2 separate regions of the Pan troglodytes genome follow, and region 2 is linked to region 1. Evidence: chromatin contacts called from public HiChIP or PLAC-seq data. All regions are on one chromosome and are shown on one strand. The core of a region is the stretch at or near the end of the contact, and the rest is flanking DNA. Distances in the headings are between cores, read along the strand shown. Region 1 holds the start of KCNJ11 (potassium inwardly rectifying channel subfamily J member 11). Region 2 holds the start of MYOD1 (myogenic differentiation 1).

What was found. HiChIP or PLAC-seq counts read pairs in DNA pulled down with a chosen protein or histone mark.
Region 2: an H3K4me3 HiChIP or PLAC-seq map of stem cell-derived excitatory neurons shows a contact between it and region 1, with 12 times the contacts expected there. The contact joins the promoter of MYOD1 here to the promoter of KCNJ11 in region 1. A contact is called at or near these places in 1 of 7 Hi-C or Micro-C datasets (stem cell-derived neural progenitor cells) and 1 of 1 datasets of contacts at active chromatin or transcription factors (stem cell-derived excitatory neurons).

The regions. Positions count from the first base shown.
Region 1 is chr9:21,446,772-21,451,648 of NHGRI_mPanTro3-v2.0_pri, reverse strand. KCNJ11 (potassium inwardly rectifying channel subfamily J member 11) reads left to right here and starts at 2,625. Exons shown (of 2, transcript XM_003312937.4): 1 at 2,625-2,846; 2 at 4,172-4,877. The coding sequence starts at 4,188.
Region 2 is chr9:21,774,886-21,779,762 of NHGRI_mPanTro3-v2.0_pri, reverse strand. It overlaps MYOD1 (myogenic differentiation 1), which reads right to left and starts at 2,159. Exons shown (of 3, transcript XM_508311.7): 1 at 1,298-2,159; 2 at 730-808; 3 at 1-456. The coding sequence starts at 1,927. The coding sequence ends at 203.

The DNA.
Region 1 (4,877 bases), core at 1,376-3,875:
AGATACTCCTTCCCAATAGTTCCAGCAAAAGCTTGGGAGCAAATCTCAATGCACCAACTTGGATCCCATTCCCATCCCCACCCCACTGTGATCAGAGGGGTGGCATACACTGGCTGGCTAGGCCTGGATCATGTCTCCATCTCCATCCCTCAAGCAGGGGCATTCAGAAGTGGAAAGGTGGTCCTTCAGAGGGAAAGCACAGTGCATGAGTCACAGGTCAGCCAGGTGGTGTCTGGGAGACGCTGGAGCCCAGACACCAGGGAGACTAAAACAGCAGCTGTCCTGACTTCCTCTGCATCACAAAACAAGAATGCACACCTGCCCTTGGCCAAGAAATGGCAGGTGCTCATTTACATCTCATTTTATGATCATTTGCATATCATCTGCAGTACTGGCTGCACCAAGCCCTGAGGTGCAGACCTAAGAGTCTTGAACCTGCATCCTCTTGGCTGCAAGGGGATCATAGAGGCACAACATAAGAAAAGCCCACCAGTTATTGGAGGCAGGTCCAGTGCAGACCCCTGTGGATGTTCCAGGAGCCAGAGAAGCTCGGAAAGGAAGAGCTCTGTAAAGCCTGGCAGCCTGCCTGGAAAAGACAAAATTTGAGTTAAACATTGTGGGGGATAGGGATTGGTTAGGCAGAAAGTCAGAGAAAGGGTTGGGGTGGCAGGTAGGGACAGCAGGAGCTAAGGAGTGATGGTGGAAGTGTGTTAAGAGTGTTGGTTGATCAGGGAGGTGGGAGAGAGATTACAGCAGTGGGGAGGGCATCATATCAGAGAGCCCTGAATGCCAGAGCAAGGAGTGTGGGGTATGCCCATGGACAAAAAGGGAGAAGGGTTTTGAGCAAGAAAGGGACTTGACAAGTTCAGTATTTGGTGGAGATGACTATAAGCAAGTGCAGGATGGAGCAAAAGGGGAGGCTGAGCCTTTCAGGTGGGAGACTCAGCCTCTCAGAAGGGTGAGCAGCAGGGAGGGAGGTGAGGCCTCAAGGCTGCACCGGGAGGCAGAACCCAGCCTTTCCAGCTCTGAGATTTCCCCAGGGGCCCAGCAGCTTCCTCCACTGTGAGATCTCCCAAGAGCAGACCGGGGAACTGAAAGAGGACTCCACAAGCCTACCACTGCTCCAAAGCCACCCCACCTCGACAGATTGAAGGGAAGTAGCAGGGGCAGGGCTGGGCCCACAGTGAGGTGTTGCACGGATGCCCAAGGTCATCCTGGCCCAAAATCCCTGTATAACATCCCTCATGGCCCACCGACTTGATTTGGGTACCCCACAGATGTGGCTCATCTCTGGTTATTGTTATTAGAACTGACTCTTGCATATGTGAAACCAAAGCCTGCCTCTGTTCCACTTAGTGTCCTGGTTCTACTCTTTGGGCCACAAAAAACTACTAGTTCATCCTCCTTCAAGGCCAGGTGTTTCTGCAATAGTGCCCAAATCCCTGGGGGACTTTCCTTTTCTGATGGCTGGACAGTTGTAGTTGCCTCAGAGATTTCCCCATGTAACCCTGTCTCCTTGAGCTTCCCACTCTGCTCATCTCATTTTACCCTCCCCTTCCTAGACAATGCATCTTTCTTAGTATAGCCCATGATCACACCCATCCTTTGTAGCGGTGTTCGCTCTGCCTGCAGGTGGGTAGGGAGAGAAAGGAAAATCCAATATAAAATGCATATCGTGCCCCCACTGTGGCCCACAGCCACACTGCCCTTTCCAGACCCTGTCTCAAGCCCCCACTCCAACAAAATGGCCACAGATGGTCAGGGGTTCTTCCATAAGGATCTGAGCCACAGACAGCGGTAAAGCCGTTACTGTTCCAACAACAGAGATCTAGCAGGCTTTGCCTCCCAGCTGAGAACCCGGGTCCATGCCACAGGGCAGCCTCAGGCTAATGCCTGAACAGAAACACTACCATGCCGGGACCAAGAGCCTGGGTCCCCCAGTGCCCGAGGCAGCCCTAACACACTGTTCAGGCCTAAATACCACCTATGACCTAACGTGGAAGAAGTCAGGTGACAGGTGTGAGAAAGTGTAAAGCAAGTGGCCTCGGCTCAAACCTTCTTTAAAGTAGGGCCGGAATGGTTGAGAAGATGGAGCCGCCCAGGCTGCCCCACTGCAGTAGCAGGTGTTAAACTGTGCTCCTTTCCTGCCGAGGCCTTTTTTTTTTTTTTTTTTTTTTTTTTATGAGAGGGAGTCTGAGCTTCCATCAGATTGTCAAAGGATTCAAGACTAAGATTAAGAGCATCCCCCAAAGAGAAGCAGCTGCAGGTTGAGAGGTCCTCGGACCGCCTAATTTCCGCCAGCCCTGGGATTGGTGGCTCCGCCTCTCAGCGCCTCCTTTCCCGGGGAACCTGCAAACCTGGCGCGGCCGAGAGGCGGATTACTGACCCAAATACGGATGGGGATATTGGGGGAGGGGAGCCAGGGCGACAGGGCGGCGGCCCCAGACTGGGAGGGCGGGTCACAGATCCCTCCCAGCCCCCCACTTAGGTAGAGCGTGGGCAGGAGGAACCTCTGGGTTCCGAGGATCAGAAAAACTCCAAAGGCCAGGTTGAGAGTCCCGGGAGGGGAGGTGGAGGGCGGGGGCGGGGAGGGGCGCGGGAGGGGCGGGGGCTTGCTCCGGCCCCGCCCCCTGCGCTCCGGTGCAGGTCGGGCTCCCCCTGGCGGTCCGCGGCCCCGTTCCTCTCCTCGTGCGCCCCCCTCCCGCCGTCCTAGACCCCTGCCTAGCCCAGGTCGGTCTCCGCGGACCCACGGACGGACAGACAGACGGGAGGACGGCCAGCCGCGAGCGCCCGGGCGGCGGGAGGGGGCGGGGAGGCGACGGCCGTGGCGTGAGGAGCAGGAGCAGGTGCAGCGGCGGCGGCGGGCGGGGCCGGGACCCGGCGCGGAGCGGGGGCCGCGGCGCGGGCGGGCGGCAGGGACCGGGAGGCCGCGACTCGGAGTCAGCCCCGCCGGGTCGCGCGCGGGGCCGGGGAGCCGGAGTTGAGCCGGGTGGGGTGGTGACTCCAGAGAACGCAGGATCCCAAGGAGACAGAGAGGACGAGAGCTGGAGGGGGATCCGGAGAGCGGCGGGGGCGCTCCGGGAGGGGTGGAGTAGGACACAGGGGGCGCATCTGGAGGGGAGACGGGGCGGGGGTGGCCAGGACCTGAGCTGGAGCCTGGGAGCCCGAAGGCCAGACAGGTGAGGCGGGAGACCCGGAGGTGGGGGTGAGGTCCGGTTAGTGGGAGAGATCCGGAGGTGTTAAGTTCTGAGCTGGGCTGGGAAGGCAGGCTGGGCAGGGAGAAGGGCTCTCAGCGGGAGGCCCAGGGGTGGTCAGCAGGTGGGGGAAGCTGGGGGAGGACGCAGGGCCAGGTGGAGAGCCGGCAGGGTTGGGGGCTCCCTAGGCGACAGGCAGGTGGGCTCAAGGGTGAGGCTGTTTTTTGTTTTGTTTTTTGTTTTTGAGACGGAGTCTCGCTCTGTCGCCCAGGCTGGAGTGCAGTGGCGTGATCTCGGCTCACTGCAACCTCCGCCTCTCGGGTTCAAGCGATTCTCCTGCCTCAGCTTCCTGAGTAGCTGGGATTACAGGTGCGCACCACCATGCCCACCTAACTTTTGTATTTTTAGTAGAGATGGGGTTTCACCATGTTGGTCAGGCTGGTCTCGAACTCCTGACCTAGTGATCTGCCCTCCTCAGCCTCCCAACGTACTGGGATTACAGGCGTGAGCCACCGCGCCCGGCCTGAGGCTGGTATTAAGAAGTGAAGTGGGACCCAGGTGGAGGTAAGGAAGAGTCTGGTGGGGAGTTATCTCAGAAGTGAGGCCAGCACAGGCTGAGTGCAGCCCCAGGGTGAGAAGGTGCCCACCAAGAGGACGCTGCAGTGAGGCCCTAGGCCACGTCCGAGGGGTGCCTCCGATGGGGGAAGCCCCTCCCTCGGGGTCACCGGAGCCATGCTGTCCCGCAAGGGCATCATCCCCGAGGAGTACGTGCTGACACGCCTGGCAGAGGACCCTGCCGAGCCCAGGTACCGTGCCCGCCAGCGGAGGGCCCGCTTTGTGTCCAAGAAAGGCAACTGCAACGTGGCCCACAAGAATATCCGGGAGCAGGGCCGCTTCCTGCAGGACGTGTTCACCACGCTGGTGGACCTCAAGTGGCCACACACATTGCTCATCTTCACCATGTCCTTCCTGTGCAGCTGGCTGCTCTTCGCCATGGCCTGGTGGCTCATCGCCTTCGCCCACGGTGACCTGGCCCCCAGCAAGGGCACTGCTGAGCCCTGTGTCACCAGCATCCACTCCTTTTCGTCTGCCTTCCTTTTCTCCATTGAGGTCCAAGTGACTATTGGCTTTGGGGGGCGCATGGTGACTGAGGAGTGCCCGCTGGCCATCCTGATCCTCATCGTGCAGAACATCGTGGGGCTCATGATCAACGCCATCATGCTTGGCTGCATCTTCATGAAGACTGCCCAAGCCCACCGCAGGGCTGAGACCCTCATCTTCAGCAAGCATGCGGTGATCGCCCTGCGCCACGGCCGCCTCTGCTTCATGCTGCGTGTGGGTGACCTCCGCAAGAGCATGATCATCAGCGCCACCATCCACATGCAGGTGGTACGCAAGACCACCAGCCCCGAGGGCGAGGTGGTGCCCCTCCACCAGGTGGACATCCCCATGGAGAACGGCGTGGGTGGCAACAGCATCTTCCTGGTGGCCCCGCTGATCATCTACCATGTCATCGATGCCAACAGCCCACTCTACGACCTGGCACCCAGTGACCTGCACCACCACCAGGACCTCGAGATCATCGTCATCCTGGAAGGCGTGGTGGAAACCACGGGCATCACCACCCAGGCCCGCACCTCCTACCTGGCCGATGAGATCCTGTGGGGCCAGCGCTTTGTGCCC
Region 2 (4,877 bases), core at 910-3,409, 330 kb before region 1:
GAGAAGGGTGCTGCGTGGAAAAAACCGCGCTGTGTCCTTGCCCTGTGGGGCGGGGGCGGAAACTTCAGTTCTCCCGCCTCTCCTACCTCAAGAGAGGTCGCTTTTAAAGCGCTGTTGGGAGGGGGGCATTTAAGTTCAATCTTTTGGGCGCGAGGGACCCTAGGGGCACCATCCCTCGGGCGGGTGGGCGGCCACCATCCCCTCAGAGCACTTGGTATATCGGGTTGGGGTTCGCACCCGCAGGGCACTGCGGGGCGGCGTCCGGTGACTGGGTGGGGTCGCCGCTGCTCTCTCCCTCGCTGGGGGCGGCAGCCTCTTGCCTGCGTGGAGGCGACTCAGAAGGCACGTCGGCCAGCAGGAGGGCGGGCGCCGCAGGGCTCTCGGTGGAGATGCGCTCCACGATGCTGGACAGGCAGTCTAGGCTCGACACCGCCGCACTCTTCCCGGGCCTGGGTTCTGCTCGGGGAGGGCTCGGTTAGTAAGCAGGGGTGGGGCCGCGACAAGCCTCCCACCCCCGGGCCCAGTACTTTTGAGACAGATTGGAAACTGAGGACTTGTTAGAGTCCGGGACAATCCAAAAGAGAGGGAGCTACTTGCTTAGTATTTCATCTCCTGTACCACTTCCCAGGACATAGGCGTGTGTGAGTGGGGGTGGGAGCGTCCTAGATAGAGGCCAGGACAGCTCCATGAAGGAGGAGGAGCGAGCAGGGAGAGGCCCGGAATACCCACCGCTGGGCGCCTCGTTGTAGTAGGCGCCTTCGTAGCAGTTCCGCCGCCGGGCGCCGCTCGGGGGGCCGCTGTAGTCCATCTGCAAACAGCAAGGGCGACTGAGTCAGGCCCGCGGGACGGCTCGAGGCCCGAACACCAATTCCTGTAGCCGCCCCCTCCCTAACTCTAGCCTAAGGCTCTAGTTCCGGGCCCAGACCTGTCCTGGTTGGGGGGGTAATTACGGGTGGGTAGGAGATGAGGTCTGCAACATGCAGGGCCAAAAGAAGGGCGGACAGTCACCAAGGGGCGCAAATTTACGTTTTGGAAGTAGGGATAAGTAGAGAAAAAGATCTTCACGTTCGCGCTGCAGTGTTCTAATAGCGCCCCCAATGGGGCAGCTCGAACGCTTGCCCGCACACTTCCAAAACAGGCTACCCCAGTGACAGCTGCCCAGGACAAGGGGGTCCCCTCTCTCGGGAAGGATCCTGGCCCAAACCTCCCGCAAGGCCAGCTCCCCGCCCTCGGAAACGCGTCCCTGATATCCCGAGCTCCGTCCTAACTTCCTCACTTCCTGGGGTCCCGGCCTTACCATGCCGTCGGAGCAGTTGGAGCGCGGGCTGGACGCGTCGGAGTCGCCGCTGTAGTGCTCGCCGCCGCTGCCCGGGGGCAGCGGGCCCGGCGCATAGAAGGCGGCTGCGGCGCCAGGGGGCGCGGCGTCCTGGTCGCGCAGCAGAGCCTGCAGGCCCTCGATATAGCGGATGGCGTTGCGCAGGATCTCCACCTTGGGCAACCGCTGGTTTGGATTGCTCGACGTGCAGCGCTTGAGTGTCTCAAAGGCCTCATTTACTTTGCTCAGGCGGCGCCGCTCGCGCATGGTGGCGGCCTTGCGGCGGTCGGCGTTGGTGGTCTTGCGCTTGCACGCCTTGCAGGCCCACAGTAGGCAGCGGCCCGCCTGGTGGTGCCCGCTGGGCGCGCGCACATGCTCGTCCTCACGTGCGCCCGGGGCCGGGTGCACCGCCGCGGGGAAGTGCGAGTGCTCTTCGGGTTTCAGGAGCGCGCCCACGTGCATCAGGCGCGGGTCCAGCTCTTCGAAGAAGCGCAGGTCCGGGGAGTCGAAACACGGGTCGTCATAGAAGTCGTCCGTTGTGGCAAAGGAGCAGAGAGAGCCGTCGGGGGCCGTCAGGTCTACGTCGCGGAGCGGTGGCGACAGTAGCTCCATATCCTGGCGGTGGCGCGGCACGGTCCTGGCTTCGCCCAACCCAAGCGGCAGAGAGTGGCCGGAACTTTCTGCCGCTCGGGAGCCCCGGCTGTAGATAGCAAAGTGCTGGAAGTCTGAATGCCCACCCACTGTCCCCCACCCCTCCCTCTCCTGTCTGGCCTGATTTGTGGTTAAGGAAAGCGGCGGCAGCGCCCCAGGGCTTCCTCACCCCTAGCTTCTCGCCAGGCGCCCTGGGCTATTTATCCGTAGTAGCCTAAACGCCCCGGAGCCCAGGCGGGCAGCTGGGGGAGGGGGAGCCCGAGGCCAATAGGAACACTGCGGGGCGGGGCTTGGGGGGGGTCCCCGGGGTGGCCGCAGGGGCCCGCAGACTGGCCAGCCAGCCCGCCCCTCCACACTGGCGTGCGCGCTCGGTCCCCTACTGGGCAGGGAGGGAGGGAGCGACCGGCAGCCCTAGGCGGCTGCACTTGGCTCTCCGGCACGCCCTTTCCAAACCTCTCCAACACCCGACTGCTGTATCCGCGGGAAACGCTGGCTGCGCGCGCTCACCTCTGAGCTGACTTTCAACACTCCTCTGTCCCCTGATTTGCGGGGGACCCATGGGTAGAGCGGCTGTAGAAATCAGGTCGTGAGAGATTTGGAGAGAGGCAAGGCATTGGGGGCACAGAGCTGAGGAGTGAGACCGTGAAAGAGGGACCGAAAGAGGCTGAGAGACACGCAGAAAGCAGAAAGCTTAGAGCGTCAGGGGCAGAGAAACGCACGAGTGCAACAACAGGCAGAGAGACCCCGAGAGTTGAAGTGGGCGAGCCCGAGACAAACGGTTGGTAGAGGCTCTGATATTCCGCCAGTCCCCGACCTGGGAGTTGCTCAGCAGGTCGTGGGCCCAGTCCTTCTTCCCTAGACGCTTAGAAACCCAGCTATGGTTGTACAGGAATCGGGGATTGCTGCTAAAGCTTCGCGCCAATCTCTCCAAACTCGGATCCTGCCCAGGTTAGGAATCCCCTCCATCTAAATCTGCACGTTTCCACAGCAGGGGTGTCCAGTGCCATGCCTGGGGTCTAGGCTGAGCTGCCTCTTCAGCTGGGAAGAAAACCCTTCTGCTCGGGGCTTGGCTCCGCCTCACTCGCGGTGCTGAGTCAAGGAAAGTGCATTTCGCCAAGGTGTCAAACTTCAGGACCTGGCCTGAGAACCTGACCTCATCTCACCTGAAGTCTCCGAGAGTGCGGTTTGCAGACCAGTTGAGACCAGACTCCAGAGTTTCCCAACTGTGTGATTTTGTGGAAGTCATGTCTCCTTCCTGAGCCTCAGTTTCCAGTTATAGATTTGGGGATGACAGTAATTTCTTGGAGTAATTGTGGTGGGGATGAGAGTCTGAAGAGACCAAGGATATGGAAGCCCTCAGGCGGTGATGTAGGGTTATTCGAGCAAGGGGCTTTCAGAGTTGGATGCTGTGTCCCGCAGGCTTACAACTCATCTGTGGCACCATGCCCTGACGGAGTCCCAAGAGTCTCCAGGCCTTAGCTGTGTCTCTTTCCTGCAGCCTCACTGGAAAGGCTGGAAACAGGAGGAGGCAACCACCCCATGGGATGTGGGATATCTGGCTCCCATACAAGCCTCAGCATACCGGCCACCCCCATGGGGGTCTCTCAGCCTCTTCCTGAATCTGCAGTTCACACAGTCCTCTCAGCACTCTGGCTAGGAATCTCTGTTGGCCATACATCCCTGCCTGGATCTCCCCTCCTGGAAACCAGAAATTTAAGCAGGAGTGATCTTTGTGCCTTTCCCACTAACTTCTGGAAGGCATTCTAGCTGGCCGTTCCGGGCCCTAAGAAGTCCTCCCTTCCCACAAAACTCAGAGGGCTCTGTTGGGGTCCTAACTTCTTCACTTCTCTGCTGCTGGTAGTGGTGCTAAAGGTCTCCCTTCATGAAGTACTCACCTCGCTTTACTCCATAGGGCCCACCTGTATTTGTTCATTCAGTAAAGTCTACATCATGGAGCAGCAGTGACAGTAACTCTAAATCCTGGCAGAGGCAGCAAAGTCCTGGCGTCACCCCACCCAAGCTGCAGGGGGTCACCCAGAAATCCACATATTGTTAGGTATCCATTATGTGGCAGGTACCAGTCCAAGTGTGGGGCTAGAGCAATGAACAAAACCAAGACTCTGCTTACATGGCACTTACATTGTCAATGTAAGCAGGGTGATAGACAATGAACAAATAAACAAGGAAGTATGTGATGCCAGGAGGTTAGAAGCTTTATGAAGAAAAAGCAAGGCAGGGAGACACAGTGATGAAGATTATGGAGTGATTAGAGAAGGCCTCTCTGCTACATTTGAGCAGAGACCTGAATGAAGAGAATTGGAAGCAGATACCTGGAGATATGTAGGGCCAGATAGAGGGATAAGCATGTGCAAAAGTCCTGAGGCAGGACCGTGTTTGGCAGATTCAAAGTATGGCAAGGAGGCTCATATGTCTGCAGCAGGGTGAGTAAAAGAGATAGTGGGAAATGGGCTGAGAGAGAGAGCAACAGGATTATATTCTGAGATGGCTTGAGCCATCTCACTGGAGGGCTTGAGCAGAAGAGAAGAATATCACTATCTGATTTACATTTTAACAGGAGCATGCTGGTTACTGGAGGGAAAGGGCAGAAGGAGGGAGACCAATTAGGAGGCTATTGCAATAATCCCAGTGAGTGGAGCTGGTGAAAAGTGGTGGTTGAATTCTAGATATATGTTTTCAAGATGGAGCTAGCAGTATTTACTCATGATTGCATGTGGGAAGTGAGATAAGCAAGGAGCTAAGGATGACTTCTGCAAGAATGGAGTTGGGAAGACTAGGTTTGTGAGTGGTAGATTAAGTGTCCAGGTTTGGGCAAAATTTGAAATGCATATCGGATATCCAGATGGAAGTGTGGATTAGGCAGGGGGATTTTTGAGGCTGGAATTCCCAAGGA